Linked DNA regions of Zea mays: region 2 is linked to region 1. A link is a contact called in public Hi-C data. All regions are on one chromosome and are shown on one strand. The core of a region is the stretch at or near the end of the contact, and the rest is flanking DNA. Distances in the headings are between cores, read along the strand shown. Region 1 holds the start of LOC100283094 (proteasome subunit alpha type 3). Region 2 holds the start of LOC109940767 (SWI/SNF complex component SNF12 homolog).

Region 1 (4,539 bases), core at 130-2,629:
TTAGGTAATCCACACAAAATTCATCAGTACATAAACATATAGGAGTATTTACCATCACACAACACCAAAAAATATTTTTTGAAAACACACCAGGGAAGAGGGACGGAGTGTGGCAGGGGCACAGTGCGGCCAGCCCAGGCGCATGCCCAGGCTTAGGCCTTTGGCGGCCCATGTGGGAGCGGCCCAGATTGAGACGCCAGCGCCTTCGCCAGCATCATGCCGTCAGCCCGCCCTCGCATCCCGCCCAAACCCTAGTGCACCACAGCGGACAGCTGCATCCTGCTCGCCAGCCGGCTCCCTCCTCCTCCCGCACAGGCGCAGCCCCAGCCCTAGCCCCGCCCTCGGCAACCAGCCCCAGCCCCGCCCTCGCTCGCCAGCAGCAGGCCAGTAGCAGCGGCCAGCGGCAGTGCGCAGGCGCAGGTGCACACAGCGCAGCGCCACAGCCCCCACCCTCCGCTTGCGACCTCATGCTTCACCTCGCCAGCAGGCAGCAGCAGCAGCAGCATGTGTGCGGCCACCTGCCAGCCGTCAGTGCCCTCTGCAGTCCACTCAGCCCTTGGAATCCACTCAGCCCTTGGAATCCACTCAGCCCATGGCGCTCGCCCTCTCCAGACGACCAGGGCCACCACTGTGCCAGCACCCTCAAGGCTGAAGGCCTCAACTGTTGAGGTGAGGAACAAGAGTACGAGACTGAATAGTGGAGGACAGGACACATGAGGTCTGTAACTCAGTAACTCTCTATTGTGTGTTCGGACATTCAAATGTTTGATTCAACTAGTGAATCAAATTGAAGTGTTGTTGTTGAATCAAATTATATTGTCGATTCAAATTATACTGTTGAATAGAGACTTTAAGTGAAATTTAGAAGTTTATAATGGTGCCCAGGCTCCGATTTAGGGCTGGCTCCGCCACTGGGGGTGGACAGTCCCGGTAGGGGATATCGGTGGAGTGTAGACTTACGTCAAATAACTTCTTTTTGGCGCGCGCGCACACACACACAAAAACTGTATACGCTCGTAACTAGATCAGATCCGAATACAAATAGCGAAATAGATTAAGTTAGGGTTTAGATGCCCGGTTTCGCAGAGCGGGGCCGGAAGAGAAAGGGTGAGCATACCTGTTGACGGGCGGTCGCCTCCGGCGAAGGATGGAACCGAGGCCTTGCGAAGGGGTCGACGAAGACCTGGTGCACCTGCCGTCGGGCGTCGGCGGTCGCGCAGTTGCCGCACGACGAAGAGAGCCCGCGCGCACAGGGTGTGAACGGAGAAGAGTGATTATTCAATATAGACAGACCATAGTCCGGATCCGGATCGGGTCGGGTCGGGCCTAGATCGAAAGAGAGAAGAAAACATCACTTTTTTTGTTGGCCCGCGCTCGACATGGCCAGTGCGGTGGGCTCAAGTTCAAGCCCACGTCTAACTTGAAACGACTCGATAACCTCTTTTGCCACCGTCATAGTGTGGGTGAGCAGCTGAGAAAAAATCCGTGAAGAACAGTTTCATTTCACGATACTTATCCACCTCTCGATCTTAAAACTATAGAACAATCAGTCACCATTGGTATCGACTTAGCTCAGACAATTAATTGGCTTTGCTAATTGATAGTGTGTTAAATCTAAGTGCACTTTATTTGGTGGATTTAGTTGACTCGTTATAGGTGTGGAGTGATTTAATTGGGCGTGCTTTACAAAGTTTAAACTGCTAGATTATATAACGATATAGATTTATTAGTTTGCACCTCATATTTTCCATTTACTTTAACCATGAGATTATTTTCTCTTCCTCTCATAAACCGATTATAACACCCGATGTTATATACCTGATTAGCAATAGGTTAATATTTTAACATAAACTTATCTAATTATTTTTGTGCGCTTTGTGATGGTATCTTGTTTGTATTAATAAACATGCCAAGTGAAAAGTTATGTTCAATTAGGGTCAACTTAAATCTTTTTTGAGAAAAGACACATCTTTTGTTAATAATCAAAATGTTCATGAACAGAGTTGCTCAAGGTTTTCCAAGAAAAGATTCATCTAGGGTAATCATGACATTAGTAGTTCATTATGATTTAGAATTCCATAAAACAAATGTAAAGATAACATTTACGAATGTAGAGTTGCTAGCTAAAGGTTTTGTCATAAGAGAGAAAAATATGGGATGCCGCCTAAAAAGTCTATTTATGGATTAAAATAAACTTCTAGACGTTGGTACCTTAAGTTTGATGAGATTATAAAATTAGTCAAGGGTGATAAGTTTGCAAATTATAAATGTCCCAAAAATCGGTATGAGAAAAACTAGATGAAGTCAATATTATGTTTCAACTATTGGGAGCATTATGTATGCTTAAACTTGTACTTGTCCACACCTAGAATGTACAATCGGAATGCTTGACAAATATCAAGTAAATCTAGGCACAGAACACTGGAAAAAGTAGTTAAGAAGGCCATTAGATATTTACAAAAAAGACCCTAGATGATGTTGATATATTGAATTCCACTTCTAGGCAGATTATGTTGATACATTGGATTCCACTTCTCAATATTTCACGCTTGCTAGTGAAACATTTCATGGAAAAATTGCGACAGTCATTGTATCAACGATAATGCAAGATAAGTTTGTGGCAGCATAGAAGCAACTAGTCAAGCGATGTGAGTAAATATATTTATAATCAGATTATGAGTGGTTGATAGGGAGGGGTGTTGTAAGTTCCCCTCATTCTAGCCCTCTCGGTTTAGTCATGGTATGATCCTACATTCGTTCAGAGTAGGGATATTCATCGGATATCCGACTCGTCGGGTATGGGTTTGAACACAAAATTTGACCAGCAGGTCTTATCCCGTACCTGACTCGTAATAAAATCGGGTCACGTATGGATTTGATTTCTTACCCGCGGGTACCCGACGGGTATTCGAAAATAGTGATTTTAGGTTTTCAACCCACCAGTACGCTAGCTAGTCGTCCATCCTTAGCAGCTCATCCTACCGCCATCCCTCCTTGTCTGCTGATGCTTCTGATCTGGTTCTTGCTTTGTTGCAGGTGAGTGCGGCAAAGATCAAAAGCAGAATGCCCGAATGATCAACAAGCAGGTGTAATACATCCAAAGGGATCGATCAAACATAGACAGAATTTGTCTACACCGCTACATGCGGGACAAAACTACTAGTGCCGATAAATTATGACATCTACAGGCATTACATTGATCAATAAGCATTTGATAAAGTGCCAGTACGGAGTACTAGTGCTAGCTACTCGAGCTAGGAGAGTGTTAATACTCCAGACGGCTGTGCTAGCTACTCTCTGATCACGATGAGTTGGAAGTTTATTACCAAAAAACATTAGCAACACACGTCTAGGGCTATATCTGCATGACTGCATTGTGCAACAATATTATGTGTCTCTAGTGATCACGGTGATGTGTGACGCTCAGAACTGCACTAGATTTCATTTTGAGAGAATGCACCAAGCTCAGGGGCGGATCCAAGGGGTGGGCAAGGTGGGCTATGGCCTCATCTCAATTTTCGAACCCCTTATACCTAGATTTAGGTACACAATAAAATAAACAAACTTTTATATAGTAAGTACGGACAAATCTAATGAAAACTAGGTTTTAATCTATTTTTCTCTCGATGCTTCACTGCTTAGTCCACTCTCCACCTGAGCCATTCGATTCTCTTCCCTAGTGTAAGCCCACTCGTGGCTCACTCACTTATTAGGTCATCGATTGACTGGTTAGTCGGTGACCTAACTCGCCCGCTACATCGCCACCTTGCCTCCTCATTACTCGTCAGCTCGTCGCCTCGTCGAGATCCTGCATGCAATACTTTGCCTTCTAGTTCGCACTTGAAAGGGAAATGTCCCCTTGGGCCATTTCTATAATTGTTTTGGTGATTAAGTGTCCAACACAAATGTTTTGAACTCTTATGTGCTAAACAAGCAAAAGGTGCAAATCAAAGACAAGGTATGTTTCTAGACTTGGTGAATTGTTTTTGAGTACTAACATGGTTATCTAAGTGCTAGAAACAGTGCCGAGGAAAGAAGAAATAAAATGGAAAAGACTTGGCTATGCACAGCCAAACTCCAGCTCGGCCTGGCACACCGGAATGTCCGGTGGTGCACCGGACAGTGTCCGGTGCGCCAGGCTGGTCAACGGTGAAGTAGCCGCTCTCGGGAATCGACGGAGGTGTACGACTATAATTCATCGGACTGTCCGGTGGTGCACCAGACTGTCCGATGAGACATCCGCGGTGAACTCGTCGCTCTCGGGAAAAGAAATAGGGCGACGTGGCTATAATTCACCGGACTATCCAGCGGTGCATCGGACTGTCCGGTGAGCCAACGGTGCTCGCTCCAACGGTCGTCCGCGCGATCAACGTGCGACATGTGGCTGCTCCAAAGGTCGGCTGGGTGCACCGGACACTGTCCGGTGCGCCATCTGACCCGCGAGAGCAACTGTCAGTTGTGCCCGATTTGGAAGGAAATCACGCATCGGACATGCTACAGTGGCTGTCCGGTGGCGCACCGGACTGTCCAGTGTGCCAC
Region 2 (4,803 bases), core at 1,208-3,707, 300 kb before region 1:
CCTCATTCACTTGCTCAAATACAAAACCTTAATGATTCTAAGAGAGCCACTGGGCCCTCATTAGCTTCCAATGGATCCACTGGACCATCATTAGCCAGTTTGCGGTTCAAGTATCTTATAATAGCGTCTTCAACCCTATTTAATTGAGGCACAGAAGTAATGTCGTGAGCAGATGGATAGAACAACTACTACCTGAAACCAGAAGTTTCTTAAAGAAAAGAGTAAGAAAATCTTCTTGACAAAAGGTAACCACACCTCAATGCTTCTTCCAGCTCAAGGAATCATGGAAAAGCTACTCTCATACTCCTGCATTCCAGTTTCCTTATAATGTCATTTAGGCTTACTATTTTCAGGGCCACGCCAAGCAACATTATGGTGCAGTTCAGCACTTGAAATTATACTTCCACAATAATCAGACAGGAACATAACAACCTCCACTAGCCTGAACATCCTTTCACAACACTGAACAATTCTCTTTGCAAATACATCTGATTTTTACTATCAATACAGAACAGATAATTTGTTTCTACACCAAAACCGCACTAGGAGAAATCCATGCCTCAAGAACCACCAGCACCACCACCTGGGCCCTCATTAGCTGGTTTGCGGTTCAAGTATCTTATAACGGCGTCTTCGACCCTATTTAATCGTGGCACAGAAATGATCTCATCAGCACATGGATACATATATATAATATAATACTCAAGTAATAAGAATCAATGGTCAGCTAAAGAGCATACCATGGTTGGTTATAGAAGTCAGCACGTCTTTCCTTCTCAATGTTTCTATTCGCCTCGCCGGCGACCAGCTTTAAATCCTTGCTCTGGGAAGCTATCAATGCATTGATGAACTCCACTGGGGACTGGCTGAAACCCAGGAAGAATGCCCTCCTCCTGCGGTGCTCATGGATCTTCTTGATCGAAGCAGATATCACCTCGTCGCAAGCCTCAATGTCCTTGTGCTTCTCTGTGTTGGCAAGGAACGCCATCATCTCTTTCTGCAGCGGGAAAGGAACATCCACGAGCACATCATAGCAAGCACTGCTATGTGCTCCATTCCCTGACAGCTTAATCTTGTGGTCCAAATTGATGGGTGGTGGGGCAGACAGATGCTGAGATATCTTCTGTGACAACATTGCAAACTTGAGCTTGTCCTCCCCAAACACCTTCTTCAATTGAGGGTCACACATGAAGAAGGAAGGATCATTTGGGTTCTGAAGCTTCTTTGCTTTAATATACTGCCAGAGGGCAGCAATCACCCGTGCACGAGTGTCCACCTCCACCCCAAGCACCTCCATAAGCGGCTGTGATAACTTGAACTTCTCAGGGCTGTAGTTCATCTCCAGCCGAATGTTTGCAACAAACTCCTTATCCCCTTTCCTCTTTACCTCAAACCCTTCCTGCTGGGCAGCTGCCCGTGCATTCTCCCAGATGATGAGTGGATTCTCTGGGTACAGAGACGGGTCCAGCGCTATCGTCACCCTCTTGAAGAATTGGGAGAACTTGGGATAAACTGGGTTGTGCTTGGGCACAACACTGGCAGGATCCAGCTCGGCGCCGTCCTCAAGCACGCGACCAATGATCTTGAGGGACCAGGTTGGCGGATCGGCATTCTTGGGAGGTGGGATGGTGCGCGGCCCCTGGTTGGCGAAGGTGTTGAAGACGTAGATGCGAAGTGTGCGCTGGAGCGAGGGCGGCGTCTTGAGCGCCTCCTGGATGTCTACCTTCTTCCGCGCGAGCGCGGCGTCCACGCGGGCCTCGAACTCGAGCAGCTGCGTATAGAGCGCGGACTCTGGGAGAAGCGCGGCGACGCGGTCAGGGAGTTGCTTCACCGGGAGCTTGCGCTTCTTGTTGCGCCGCGCGGCGGGGGTGAGGTCGACGCCCCCAGAATTGGCCACGGCCGCCGCCGCGGCCGCGGCCTTGTACGCGGCAGCCGCCGAGGCGGCGGCCGCCGACGAGGTAGAGCCGGGTGCCGGGGGTCGGATAGGGGGCTTTTGCGGGGGCCGCTTGGCCGAGCCTGCGGTGGCGGTCATGAGCGGATTCTGGGGCGAGGACGAGGCGCCCATGTGGATCTGGAAGGCGGGATTGTGGGTGGGCGGCGTGTGGAAGAGGCCCTTGAAGGGGGAGCCGGAGAGGGAGGGAGGGCGGAGGTGGGTCATGGGCGCCGCCGGTGAGCCGCCCGGTGGAGGCTGCTGCTGCGTATGCGGCGGACGCGGCTGACTGGGGGCGCCGGTCGGGTTGGGGTTGCCGCCGGAGGCCATGGCGGCGACTGTCCCGCGGCCAGAAGGGCGAGATCGGATCTCGGTGCAGAGGGGATTGGGGGAGCTTAGCTAGGGTTTGGACGGGAGAGAGGTTGGCGACTGAGGGCGATTCGGGGAGGATGATAGATGGAGAGATGGTTGGGCCTTGCGTGGGCCGGGCTCTCTAATGCTTCCGTGACTTTGAGCGGTTCAGCCGTAGAAAGAAAAAGTCCACCTAACCTAGTTCAACTATGAAATAATTTTTTATTTGTCGACTCAATAATAATAATTTTAAAAATAATCAATATTTTTCGAGAATATAATATACATTTTAAAAATACTTAATACTAAAAAATGTTCTAAATTTTATTTTAATTCAAAAAGTATGAAACCAGTTTTATATTGACCCTAAAACAGAAAAGATATATAACCTCTCAATTTAAAGGATAATCTATTTTATCTCTCATCTTCAAAATTAGTTATTTAACCCCTCAACTTTATAAAATCAGTCAAATAATCCATCGGTATTTTTAGTGAGTGATTTTGCTGATGTGACATTTCCAACATGGATCTAGGTGTTGTTGGTGATGTGTTGGTCATAGTAGCGGAGCTAGGAATAAAATATAAAGGGGCGAGGCCTCTCTACCACCTAGGGCAACAGCCAACAGCACAGGGCCCCTAACTTTTTGGGCATCATTTTTTGAGTGTTCTCAATATAAATAATATAAAATGCAAATATTGTTTGATATTTTGTAAATTAAACTATAAAATCTTAACTTTAAAATAGATAACATAAGAGGGCAAGAATATAACAATAGATCAAGTATAAAACAACTTATTTTAGAATACTTTTATCTCCATATACTATAGGTTATAGGGAATATTTTCAATTTTTGCAATGGGGCCTAAAGAACTCAGAGACGACCCTGAAGGGGTCAAATAATCATATTCACCTGATGTTCTAATTTATGTTGGTCACTGACGAAAATCGACAATGATTATCATATTTTGTAAAATAAAATATGTAGGCACATGAAATGTAAAATATTATAATTGAAGCCTCACGACTTCTTTCTTGCTCTAAAATATCGATATGGTAGAACTTTACAGGTAGAGAGCATACATCATCAATTTTCAATGAACTGAAAGAATCGTTAGGATCCAAAGAAATATATAATGTTAAAAGCTCTGTGGCTTGTTCACTGAACTTGTAATTCATCTTTGGTCAATGAAAATATCATATCTAAAGTGAGAGCACCTAGGGGGTGAATAGGTGATCCTGTAAAAATAGCTCAACAAAACAAACTTGGTCTACAATTGGTTTAGTAAGATAAAAAACCAAGTTCGAATAAAGAGTGTGAGGGGGAGAGAACTTCTTCACTTAATTGCTCTCACAAGGTGAGTATTAAACTTAGAGCAATATTGTAAGTGAAGTGAAATGCTAGAAAGAGTGAAATCGCAATAAGGTAAAGTAGACAGTGACATCGATTTTTATCCCGTGGTTCGGTCAAACGTAAAATTCTTGCCTACTCCACGTTGTGGTGTCCTAATGGACGAGGGTTGCATCCAACCCCTCTCAAGTGATCCAATGATCAACTTGAGTACCACGGTTCTCTTTCTTATCTCAAGTTTTTCCCGTTGTGAGGAATCTCCACAATTTGGAGTCTCTCACGCCTTACACAGTTGATCTCAAATAAACCGCAAAAGTATGGGGGAGTAGAAACACACACAAGAGACAAAATCACAGCAACATACACACACAAGTTGAGAGAGGAGCACAAGAGACAACACAACGGAATTACAGCTCAAAATACTTGCTCGAATCTCAATCTAGCGAAGCAAAGGCGTGAATGTGATGTCTCAGTGTTGTAGAATGTTCGATAGATGCTTGGTGTAATGCTCCATGCACCTAGGGGTCCCATTTATAGCCCCAAGGGACCTAGAAGCCATTGGAGCTCCATTTGGCAGGCCCTGGTTGCCTTCTGTCTGTGGATAAGTCGATGCTTCACGCGTTTGCCATCTACCCCTCTATCTTCTGCCCATGTCCACGTACCATATAGTGCATTGGGGCGTCGGATTCGCGGTACTCTAGTGTGGCACCGCCGCGGTGCAGCTCAGCACCGCCACAGTCGGTCGTCGTGGGGGAGGGTATATATGAGAGTCATCTGATTCCAGAGGCATGTCCAAGATTAGAAAGACTCACCCCTTCGGCTATGATTTACTGGGGTGTCAGATCTTAATCGGGCGGTTTGGGGACTCAAGCAGTAAGCACCAACTGTTGGGGGCCTTCGTCTTTTGAATGTCCTCAAAAACACGTTTAACCATTGGTTATCAACATGTTGCCAAGTATTGCAGGAGCTTCGGCACTAGAACACCTTCGATGCTGGACGATGAAGGGGCGACAAAACTAGCTTCGTCATAGCAACAGAGGGAGACAATGCAAGGAGAAAGAGTCACCCTGAATGCTGAAAGCAAAAGACAATGTTGTCCTTATATTATTTGTAAATCCTATGTGTAATCCTTGTGGGTGTAAATGTAATTTCGTACGAAGTTGTACGGTTCCG

The links. Hi-C and Micro-C count contacts between places; a contact is called where the count stands out from the background.
Region 2: a contact with region 1 is called in a Hi-C map of leaf, with 6 times the contacts expected there. The contact joins the promoter of LOC109940767 here to the promoter of LOC100283094 in region 1. A contact is called at or near these places in 3 of 25 Hi-C or Micro-C datasets (ear, leaf and tassel) and 1 of 3 datasets of contacts at active chromatin or transcription factors (leaf).

Annotation. Positions count from the first base shown.
Region 1 is chr7:178,598,438-178,602,976 of Zm-B73-REFERENCE-NAM-5.0, reverse strand. LOC100283094 (proteasome subunit alpha type 3) reads right to left here and starts at 1,379. Exons shown (of 11, transcript NM_001155996.2): 1 at 1,118-1,379.
Region 2 is chr7:178,896,697-178,901,499 of Zm-B73-REFERENCE-NAM-5.0, reverse strand. LOC109940767 (SWI/SNF complex component SNF12 homolog) reads right to left here and starts at 2,457. Exons shown (of 2, transcript XM_020540973.2): 1 at 741-2,457; 2 at 247-639. The coding sequence starts at 2,260. The coding sequence ends at 561.